Linked DNA regions of Mus musculus: region 1 is linked to region 2. A link is a contact called in public HiChIP or PLAC-seq data. All regions are on one chromosome and are shown on one strand. Each heading gives the region's core, a stretch centred on a gene start, on an enhancer-like site or on the middle of the called end of the contact. The rest is flanking DNA. Distances are from core to core; before and after follow the strand shown.

Region 1 (5,610 bases), core at 932-3,431, 69 kb after region 2:
GGAGAGATGGCTCAGCAGTTAAGAGCACTGACTGCTCTTCCAAAGGTCCTAAGTTCAATTCCCAGCAACCACATGGTGGCTCACAACCATCCATAATGGGATCTGATGCCCTCTTCTGGTGTGTCTGAAGACAGCTACAATGTACTTACATATATAAAAATAAATAAATCTTTTTTTTAAAAAAAAAAAAGGAAGGCTTATGTTCAATTGAAGATGATCAGAATTTATTTTTGCAAAATTTTTCTTACTGACAACCAGGCAATACCTTGATGAAAGGAAAAAGCAAAATGTTTTTCATTGAGGTATTTCCCTAGGATGCAAGACTAAGAACAACTTAATGGTTTGGAATTCTGAGTGGGCTCTTTTAAATATGTGTAGACAGTATATAGGAACACAAATTAAGTATTGGGGGGAACTCTGATTAGACAGTTCTCCTGTGGAGCAGATATAGAAACTGCTGCACAGTCCAAGGACTCTATTGAAGAAAAGCAGAAAGGAACTAAAATCAAACTAATAATCTGTGCTCTTTTTCATTTTCCCTAACTAGCTTTTCAATACACTTCTTTGTAATTTAATCCCCAGGATCTATAGAAATGGCTCAGCAGTCAAGAATGTGTACTGTTCTCCCAGAAAACCTGAGTTCAATTCCTAGCACCCACATTGGGTGGCTAACAACCAGTGTGTGTGTGTGTGTGTGTGTGTGTGTGTGTGTGTGTGTGTGTGTGTGTGTTGGTTTCATTTGTTTTTCAGTGTGACATACTTGCTAGTTATCTTGTATCGCAGACTCTTTTTCCCATTGTCTCTCTAGTATCACGTAATGTTTTATCTCACCAACACTTGGTAGGCTTGGATATTCTTTTCATGAGTTGTTGAGGTGGTGTTGGGGAAGTTAGGGTTTTCTCGGAAGTAAGTAATAAGTGTTTCTTTATTGCTTATCACTACAAGTGGTTGCTTGGAAAGGGTTTACTGATTAGGATACCATCTTGGGAATCCCTTTTGACATTTTCCTGTTTCCATGAAGCACAGTTTTGTGGAGTTGCTGGTTCTTTGAGTTTATGCTTCTAACCAGAGCATCTATTGGAGCTACTAGTGCCGTCAGTGATGAGGACTAGCAGATGGATGTTTGGAAGTGGTCCTCATCTGTATTAGAATCTGCATAGGGGAGGAGATGTCCCATGAGGTATAACCATGTTCCCTTTAGTTATGTTCAGTTTGGCAGGCACTCTAGACTAAAGACTATCTTGCAAAAATAAAATCATTAGAATAATCTGATTATGTCATTGTAAACTTTCTATGTTCATTTCATTTATCTGAATTCTAATTACCTTATGAAAACAGAAGAAAAAAGTATTGTATTAAAAAGAGATAATACTTCTCAATTTTTAAAAGCTTTTTCTTGATATGCAGGGGGGTGGGAGGGAGACATTAATGTTTTAAAGGCAAGGAAATGGCATTTGAAGCCTGCACAACATAGCAAGACTTTGTCTCTAAAAGAAAAGGGAAAGAAGAAAAGGAGAAAAGGAAGGAAAGAAAAGAAGAAAAAACACAAAAGCATGAAGGAAAACTTTCAGCAAATGACAGAAAGTCAATCTGCTAAATAGGATTGCTCTTATATCTTTAAAGACTCATTTAAAAGCCAAAGAAAATGAGTTTATGATTGCAAAGTTAGCTTTTAAAGGGTTTGTTGAAATTTCTAATCATTTTATGTAGGTCTTAAATATTTATGGATGAATATTAAGTTAGTAAGACTTAAGACATGACAGCTCTTCAGCCTGCTGAGGCCATGTGTGTATCAGAATTTCTCTCTGGTAACCTGACCTCACCTCTGACTTTAAAGGCCGTAGAAACAAACACTTCCCTAGTTAACAAAAAAGAAATGGAGAACAAAGGTTGGAATCCTGGCCCAGATATATATGTAGTTAGTCATTTATTTGGGTGGCATCAATCATTAGGACCTGCCTGTGATGGGTAGGGGGGACAGTAATGAGTGTTGCTAGCATCTTTGGTATGGCTGTCCTGTGTGTGCATATTTGTTTTGCACATTTGTTGAGAAGCATTTTATACTCCAGATTTCTGTGATCTGCTGATCCTTGTCCTAAAATTTAAGGCTCTGATAATGGCCTTTAAGTAAAGACAATGTATACTTTCTCTTAGCAATTTCTGGTAACACAGCAGTGTATGCTTTGACTTGTCTGCCCTCTACTGGAGATCTGTGATAACATTGACCAGTGTCCTCTGGCTTTAGGGGAAAAAACATGTTTTCCTTTAAAGACTCATTGCTATTCAGTCAATATATTTATAATTTTACTCAGGTTTTCAAAATGCTGACAAATACCTCCCCAGGGTCCCCACGTTCAGAGCTCAGGCCTCTGCAATTTATCATTTGGAGCCTACCTCAAAGCAAGCTCGGGTTTCAATTCACTACTTAGCTCATCACAGTCCCTAACTGTATTTCTGCTAGTCTTCCTTTTTCTTAATGTCAGTCGGTCTCCTCAAGATCTTTACAACTGGAGTCAAAGCCCACTTGTCTTGTGAACAGCATTCCCACAGTGATAGCTTTCTGAATTGCTGGCTTGTCCTTCTTTTGCCACACATTTACACTGTGTGAGAAGTTTGGGATCAGCCTGGTGTGGTGGTGCACACCTTTAAACCCAGCAGTCAAGAAGAGGTAGGCATATAGATAAAATTTCAAGGCTAGTCTGGTCTACATAGAGTTTTCCAGGTCGACCAAGGCACATTGTGACATCTTGTCTCAAAATAAAAAACATTTTTGAATCAGAGCTTGTGATGTGGCTCAGCAGATGTTTGCCACACCAATGTAGTGACATGAGTTTGAGTCCCCCAGAATCCAGGGAAAGTGGATGGAGATAACCCAACTCTATAAAATGTTTTCTGACCTTCACACACATGCCATAGCATAGGCATACACACGCGCACACACACACACACACACTCACTCACACATGTGCGCACTCGCACACTAATAGCAATAATAATAATAATAATAATAATAATTTTTAATATTTGGCTTGGTAGTGAAGGTGCATGCCTTTAATCTTAGCACTTGGGATACAGAGGCAGGTAAGTCCCTGTGAGTTTGAAATTAGCCTGATCTACAGAGGGAGTTCCTGGACAGCCAGGGCTACACAAAGAAACCCTCTCTCAGGAAAAGAAAGAAGAGAAGAGGGGAGGGGAGGGGAGGGGGAGAGGGAGAGGGAAAGGAAAGGAAAGGAAAGGGAAAAGGAAAGAGAAAGAAAACTAAGAAAGAAACAGAGAGAAAGACATTTTAACTCTTAAAATTTATTTTTATTTTATATGTACTGTTTTGTCTTTATGTATGTCTATTGAGGGTGTTGATCCTGAAATTACAGTTATTAGCTGTCATGTGGGTGCTGGAAATTGAACCCATGTCCTCTGGAAGAGCATTCAGTGCTCTTAACTACTGAGCCATATCTCAAGCCCCAAGAAAAATTTTTTTTCTTTTTTTTAAAATTTTATTTGTAATTCATTTTTACACTTCATATTCCATTCCCCGCCCCTCCCCTTCCACCTTCCAACTGATCCACACCCCACACCTCCTCCCCACCATACCCAGTCTCCACATGGATGCACCCACCCTCCACCTCATCTGACCTCTAAACTCCCTGGGGCCTCCAGTCTCTTGAGGGTTAGGTGCATCTGAATGAGCATAGACCTGGAAGTCCTCTACTGTATGTGTGTTGGGGGCCTCATATCAGCTGGTGTATGCTGTCTGTTTGGTGGTCCAGTGTTTGAGAAATCTTAGGGGTCCAGATTAACTGAGACTGCTGGTCCTCCTACAGAATCACCCTTCTCCTCAGCTTCTTTCAGCCATCTCTAATTCAACAACAGGGGTCAGCTGCTTCTGTCTATTGGTTGGGTGCAAACATCTGCATCTGACTCTTTCAGCTGCTTGTTGGGTCTTTCAGAGTGTGGTCATGCTAGGTCCCTTTTTGTGAACTCTCCATAGCCTCAGTAATAGTGTCAGGCCTTGGGACCTCCCCTTGAGCTGGATCTCACTTTGGGCCTGTCGCTGGACCTTCTTTTCCTCAGGCTCCTCTCCATTTCCATCCCTGTAATTCTTTCAGACAGGAACAATTATGAGTCAGAGTTGTGACTGTGGGGTGGCAACCTCATCTCTCACTTGATCTCCTGTCTTCCTACTGGAGGTGGGCTCTATAAGTTCACTCTGTTGGTCATTTCATCTAAGGTCCCTCACTTTGAGTTCTGAGAGTCTCTTACCTTCCAGGTCTCTGGTGCATTCTGGAGGGTCCTTCTAGGAAACTTTCATTTTTAATAAAATATTTAATTAAAAATTTGAATCCCCTCATCAGCTGCAGCACTTGGGAGAGTGAGCCCACACATTCCTAGGAAGCACACTGGAACTGGCCCTTGTGACGTGGGTATGGAAGAGATGGCCCAGTCCCTAGCCACCTTTGGCAGGTGAGAGAGTTAGCCTGTCCCCAAGCCTGAACAGCATGGTAGAGCTGGGCCTGATACCATGGGCCTGGGAAAGCTGACCTGCTCCTTACCAGGGCAGTGCTGGAGAGTTGGCCATGGTGGCATGGGTGCAGGAGAGCTAGCAGGCTGATCAGGTCAGCTACCATCCAAGATGTTTAATTGGCCCTCCCCACCATCTACCTTCTGTGAACTGCTGGAGCATGGGAAGGAGCTGCTCCTGCAGAACTGAAGCTACAGGATCTCCATGACACAGGGCAACAAGATATCCTATAAAAGTCCTGTGAGGATCCAATATTGATAATGTAGCTGAAGCCAGAGGCTTCAAACCAGACCAATGACCAATTGTGATAAACATCTGTAAGAAAAGCTGTTTAGGCAAAAAGGTACACTATGTGACACACTGACACACTACAGTTTCCATGACAATATGTTTTTTCTTATCAGTCTAGGGGTGACCTCATTCACAATGTACTGGGCCCTCCCACACCAATCACTAATTGAGAAAATGCCCTACAGTATTGCCATATTTTTCTTTTCCTATTAATTAATTTACATCCCTATCAAAGCTTCCACTCTCTCACAGTTCCCCCCCCCCACCTACCCTGCCCTTCATCCTCCAGTCTTCTCTTTCTACTCAGAAAAGGGGCGGCCTCCCATGGATATCAGCCACCTAGGCATTCCAAGCTGCAATAGGACTAGGCCCATCTCCTCCTATTAAGGCTAATAGGTGTCCAGTTAGGGGAAAGGAGTCCAAAGGCAGGCAACAGAGTCAGAGACAGGCCCTGCTCTTGCTGTTAGGAGTTCCACATGAAGACCAAGCTGCCCAACTGTTACATATGTGCATAGGTCCATTCCATGCATGATCTCTGTTTGGTGATCAAGTCTCTGTGGGTCCCTATGGGCCCAGGTTAGTTGATTCTGTATGTTTTCGTGTGGTGTCCTTGGCCCCTCTGACTCCTTCAATCCTTCTTCCCCCTCTTCCATAGGATTCCCCAAGCTCCATCTAATGTTTGGCTGTGGGTCTCTTAATTTGTTTCCAAAAGTTGCTATGTGAAGCCCTTCAGATGACTTATGCTAGGCTCCTGTCTTCAAGTACAGCAGATTATCATTAGAACTGTCAGAGATGGGCTC
Region 2 (5,717 bases), core at 761-3,260:
ACATGATAGATCTACCTTGGGAAGATAGATACACATGCTGACTAGCAAAAAACATCCAGGCTAGAGATAGAAATTAATAGTGATTGCTTATTGGCCTTTCACTTAACTGTGTCAGTCACTAAGGCAGACACTTTTTGTATGTCACACCACTTACTCCTCATGAATTGTTACTCTTCTTATTTAATAAATCCAGAAGTAAGATTTAAGAGTTTAGGTAATCGTAGCATTACTTGTTGATTCTAAGGCCATGTTGAAGCCAAGCTGATAGGAATACAGTTACCTATATAGGACTTACAGGATGAAACATGTGGAGAGCTATAGGTGACTGAGGCAGGAGATAAGAGTGGTGAATTGTGTATTTGGAGGCAAACAGAGAAAGAAAGCCTCCAAATAAAACTAAAAGGAAGGTGCTGGAGAGTTGGCTTAGTAGTTAAGAGCACTTGTTCTTTCAAAGGACACCGGTATGATTCCCACTACCTACGTGGAAGCTCATCACTTCTTAGGTACCACATATGCATGTGGTTCACAGACAAACATAAAGGCAAAGCACTTGTATGACTAAAATAAATCTAAAAACAAATAAAAACTAAGAACGCCAAGGGAGGTATCCACTGGCTCATTTATAATATAAAATAGTTCTTTCAAATGGAGAAGTTTTATTGTGTGAGACATTTGGGAAATCACTGTAGAATCCTATCTTGTAGACTCAAGTGTACATTAGTATATTAAAGGTCTGATTCCCAGCACCTACATGGCAACTCATAACTATCCATAACTCCAGCTCCATGGGATCCAGTGCCACTTTCAACCTGAGTGGGCACTAGGCATGTATGCACAGATTTATATGCAAACAATTAACCAGACCCCTCCGAGCTCCCAGTGACTAAACCACCAAACAAGAGGATACATGGGCCAGTCCGTGGCTCCCACTTCATATGTAGCAGAGGACTGCCTCATCTGGCACCAGTGGGAGAGGAGGCATTTGGTCCTGTGGAGGCTTGATGTCCCAGAGAAGGGGGATCCTATGGGGGTGAGGTAAGAGTGAGTGGGTGGATGGGGGAGCACCCTCTTAGAGGCAAAGGGGAGGAGTATGAGGTGGAGGGGAGACTGGGAAGGGAGATAGCATTTGAAATGTAAACAAATAAAATGATTAATAAAAAGAAAAAAATTGGGGTCTGGAGATATGGCTCTTGCAGTGCTTTTAGAGGACTGAGGTTCTATTAGAACCCACATCAGGCAGCTCACACTTCCTGTAGCTTTCATTCCGGGGAATCTGAAGCCCTCTTGCCTTGGGGCACCTACCTTTATGTGGGATAGATAAACTCTGGCAGACGTACACATACACACAAATAATAAATAAATTTTTAAAAGATCTGAAAAGCTTTATAGTAATTAACTTGCTTAACTTTAATACCAAACCTATTTAATCATGAGTGCTTGTTGTGGGGAAGGGAACTCTGTCTTTCTGTGTGGCCCAGGCTGACCTCAGTCTCCAGATCCTTCTGCCTTGTTCTCGAGTACAGTGTGTGCTCCATATGGGCAAGAATATTTTCTTACTCCATTTCTGATACTCTAACAAAAGATCTCAGACTAGGTCATGTATATATAACAGACATTTATTTCTTACAGTTTTTGACTCTGAGAAGTCTACACAAGGTCCCAATAGATTTGGGTTATTGCCACACAGTAGAAGTGACAAAGACTGTGTTTTTGTCACTTTGTCATAGTGGAGGGACAAAAGGGATAAAGAATATATAAGTACCTTTTTTATATAAGCCATTCTATTTGTGAAGGTTTTATCTTTATAACTTAATAACTTCCTGATGTTTTACATCTTAATACCGTACCATTCAGTGGTGAATAAGTTTCAGCATATTAATTTTGGGATATCCATTAGAGTATATGACCCCCCACTTTTTGTGTGAATTCTGCTGTCATTCCAGATGAGTGTGGCACCACAGACTTTAAACAAAAGAGGAAGGAAGTGGTCACTGTTAACTCAGATCTCCTGGGGAGGTCAGGGGAAGCAAGGGTAGAAGGCAAGTGACATAGGAGTTAGGACACTGTCTGCTTGTGTGCTGATACTGTGACATAGGTGGTCACAGTCACAGAATTAGAAGTTAGTGCTGAAGAAAGAGCTAGGAAAGAGCCCCTTTTTTTCTCAAAAGAAAAGAGATGAAAGAAATTAGAGGAGAGTTTAGGAGAGAGAAAATTTCTGGCTTATTTAGAAGTATCTTCAGAATATTTTTCTATTTTTCTGCTGAGGGGAAGAGTTCATTAGGAAAGAAGAGGTGAGGATGCAGTAAGGAATAAAGGGTGTAGACATACATTTTTTGCAACCTACTTTTTTTTTTTTTTTTTTTTTTTTTTTTTTTGGTTTTTTGGTTTTTTGAGACAGGGTTTCTCTGTGTAGCCCTGGCTGTCCTGGAACTCACTCTGTAGACCAGGCTGGCCTCAAACTCAGAAATCCTCCTGCCTCTGCCTCTGCCTCCCAAGGGCTGGGATTAAAGGCATGTGCCACCACCACGCCCGGCACAACCTACTTTTAATAGGGTTCAACCTCTCCTTTAGCCCACCACCCAGCAGACATAGTAGAAGAGAAAAGTTATTAGGATGGGGGGGGAGTGGACCTGTTCAGCAGTAGTTCTTTGGGGTTGGGGGCCGAGCTCAGTCTTCTTTGGCAGTTCAGTCCCTTAGCAAACACCAAATACAACTCAGCAGCTATAGTCCAGTCTTTTCAGCAAACAGACACCAGGCATGAACCAGCAACTGTAGTTCAATCCTGAGGAAACTGCAAGGCTAGCCAACTGGCCTGAGGCAAAGCTGAGGAAGCAGCAAGCTGCCGCAGGAATCTCATGAGCAATTCTGTGGCAAGTTTCTCTCAATGGTATCCTTACCACAAGTTGAGCTCAACAACGCTATGTAAGGAGAACCAATACATGCGTGTCTTTAACGAAGAATAGGAAGGCAGAGCAAACTAAATCAATGTTCAGTGCTCATCTCCCACTGTCTGTGGGGTCATATTTATACTCCTTCATCAAGTGTCCTTTTACGTGTTTGCTATATCCAAACATCCTTTCACCTGAGTCTGCTTCAGGAAACATTTTTTCCTGTGTCTGCTTTAGTAAGACATCCTTTCTTTCACCTGTGTGCCCCAGCAAAACATCATGTGACAAAATTGACTTTCCAATGAAACTAAAAGTTTCCACTGCAAAAGGGTAATTCCAAAGACACAGTTTCAGGAGCCAGAGAGGAGCTCTAAAATGCCCATAGTTGTGGCTTCAGTGTTTGTGTCTGGGCCTCTTTTCCTGAATCATTCTTGTTACTGTCCATCCTTTCTTCCTCAAATAGATCGTTGCCTTTACAAATCTATTGTTTTGTATCTGTTTCTAGCAGAAAACTAAGCTCTTCAGGAATTAATGATTAATAAACTTAAGTCTAGAAAAGTACTTGTCTTCCAGGCTGTGGAGGTGGTATAGCATTCTAGTGATGGAGACTGAGCTGGAGGAACGGAAAGTTTGAGGTTAGCCTGGGCTGTATAGAGATGCTTATTTCAAAAACAAACAGTGAAAGCAAAACAAAAGCAAAAATACTGTCTCAAATGGAGGTTTATAAGATTTTTCTGTATGTACATTCCCCCTTATTAGGTAAAAGTGGTAAGGGAAGAGTTATTTTGGAAACTTTCAGAAGTTTTTTGTTTCTTTAAATTACTTATCTCATTTAGATACACTTATGTATGGTGTTCATACAAAATCTCATTGGAGTTTGAAGGTAGATTTTCCTTAAATTATGGGGCTGAAAAACTAAGGTTAATATTATATTTAGTAATAGCATCCATTTGAAGAAAGTAATTTAAAAGTAGATAGGAAAATCTTTGGTTTGGGGAGGAAGAGGCAGTTTTCTTCAGTGGTGTAGCTGGTGGTGAGTTGGCCTTGTCTGGGTGGCTGGCCTCATGCTTGGGCTTGTTTGCTGGCATGTATGTCTGCACACCACATACATGCAGTACCCATAGAGGCCAGAAGAAGGTGGTGAATTCTCCTAAATTGGAGTTACACATGGTTGTAAGCCATCCTATGGGTGCAGGGATTTGAACACTGGTTCTCTGAAGAGCAGCCAATGTTCTTAACTGCTGAGCCATTACTCCAGCCCCATTAAAATCTTTTTTTAAAAAAAGCATCCTATAGGGAAAAATTAATAAAAGTAAGTCTAAAAAATAATTTGGCTTTGTTCTCTTATAATGACTAAAATCTTTCTCAAAGACAAATAAGAACCGCATCATTTATTGAGTACACACCACTTTGTGCCAGGCACTATTCTGAGTTATTGTGTATGTCCTGAGTGAGTCCTCAGAACAGCTCTGTGTAGATAGGAATTACTGTATCCCATTTTATAGATAGATATATGGAGAGAGAGGAAATGGATACAATAGGATTGGAGTCCAGAAAAACTGACTTCAAAGCCCTCTTCTTTGTGAGCACAGGTCAGAGAACAGCCTGCCTTAACCTTCTGGTCTTAGACTCTGATCCTGAGTTTCACATCATTTTTTGGTGGGACTAGGGAAGAGAAGCTAGGAAATAGCATTTGGGTTTTGTTTTACTACTGAGGCTCAAGCTTATACTGTAATAATCCTCATTAGACAGTTCTATAATGTTAATATCCAAATTTCATAAACTCTATTCATACTTCAATATTCTCCTTTGTATTATTTAAATATATTCTATAACAACATTAGCTTGCTTTTATAATGTTAATTGCAGATCGCAGGTACATATGAAAGGGTGTGTGTGTGGGGGTTGGGGATCTCCAGAGGTGATAGAAGCTGCATAATGTTGACAAAAATAAGATTGGCCTGATAGGACAGCCATTCATTTGGCTTCACTATCACTTAACTCTCGCCCTGGCCATTCTCCTCATCTTTGTACTTACTTTTTTTTGTTTTTTGTTTTTATCCTTTTTTAAAATTTTTAATATTTTTTATTACATATTTTCCTCAATTACATTTCCAATGTACTTACTTTTTCCATCTAAGATTTAAGAGTTGAGTGTTTTGGGTTTCTGACAGCTTCAGCATTTAAATGTGTCATTTATATAGTCTAAGTTAAGTGTCTTTAGAATCATGTAGTAGAAGCTGATGGAGTGCTGTAATTGGGTTTTTGTTCTGTAGATCTTGTGGTAATTATTGGCAAGCATAAGGAACAGGCTGAGATAATGCAGTTAGCTGACTTCTGGATCCATGGAGCTGAGAAACCTTAGTGCCTTCTTTCCCTTCCCCCACAGGAAATGAGGTTTACGTAGTCTGTCTTGGAAATGTATTTTTAGATATTCATAGGGTTTTTTGTTTTATTAAGGATCTGCCCAGAGGCTGTTCAAGGCTTAAATAATTTCTCTAATGAGTTAATCCGTTTATATCTAAAACTAGGTGTTTTTTTTGGAATTTGGTTTAAAATAATTACTAAAAACAAACCTTTAACTAAAAAATATAAAGGAGGAGATAAGTATTATTGGATAGTTTGGTAACCAGGTTTAGTATTGATTTGGGAAACACAGAAGTTTCTAATATTTTCTTTTTGCTTTATTTTCAGTTTTATGTAAATAATATATCTAATAATAAAAGTAAATTATTGTGCATGGCAGAATTTTGACAAATAAAATTTTAAAACATACATCAAGCAAGTAAATAATGTTTGTATAGAGAACTGATCAAAATTCCCCTGTCC

Evidence for each region. HiChIP or PLAC-seq counts read pairs in DNA pulled down with a chosen protein or histone mark.
Region 1: a contact with region 2 is called in a CTCF HiChIP or PLAC-seq map of pro-B cells, with 5 times the contacts expected there. The contact joins two enhancer-like sites. A contact is called at or near these places in 1 of 39 promoter capture datasets (the C10 cell line), 3 of 15 datasets of contacts at CTCF or cohesin (the NIH/3T3 cell line, large pre-B cells and pro-B cells), 14 of 484 Hi-C or Micro-C datasets (the C10 cell line, the NIH/3T3 cell line, bone marrow-derived macrophages and 10 more), 2 of 115 datasets of contacts at active chromatin or transcription factors (the HPC-7 cell line and microglia) and 1 of 9 other capture datasets (macrophages).

The regions. Positions count from the first base shown.
Region 1 is chr11:77,306,555-77,312,164 of GRCm38.p6, forward strand. The region is part of intron 1 of Ssh2 (slingshot protein phosphatase 2); the gene reads left to right. Among named protein-coding and RNA genes, the nearest start is that of Gm24989, 64 kb to the left of the region's middle. Within about 2 kb of position 2,182, at least 6 of the 459 cell types and tissues checked have an H3K27ac peak or open chromatin away from gene starts, as enhancers often do. A contact at or near this core is called in bone marrow-derived macrophages and pro-B cells, where this site is marked.
Region 2 is chr11:77,237,856-77,243,572 of GRCm38.p6, forward strand. All of the region lies in intron 1 of Ssh2 (slingshot protein phosphatase 2), which reads left to right. Among named protein-coding and RNA genes, the nearest start is that of Gm24989, 4.3 kb to the right of the region's middle. Within about 2 kb of position 2,011, at least 71 of the 459 cell types and tissues checked have an H3K27ac peak or open chromatin away from gene starts, as enhancers often do. A contact at or near this core is called in bone marrow-derived macrophages and pro-B cells, where this site is marked.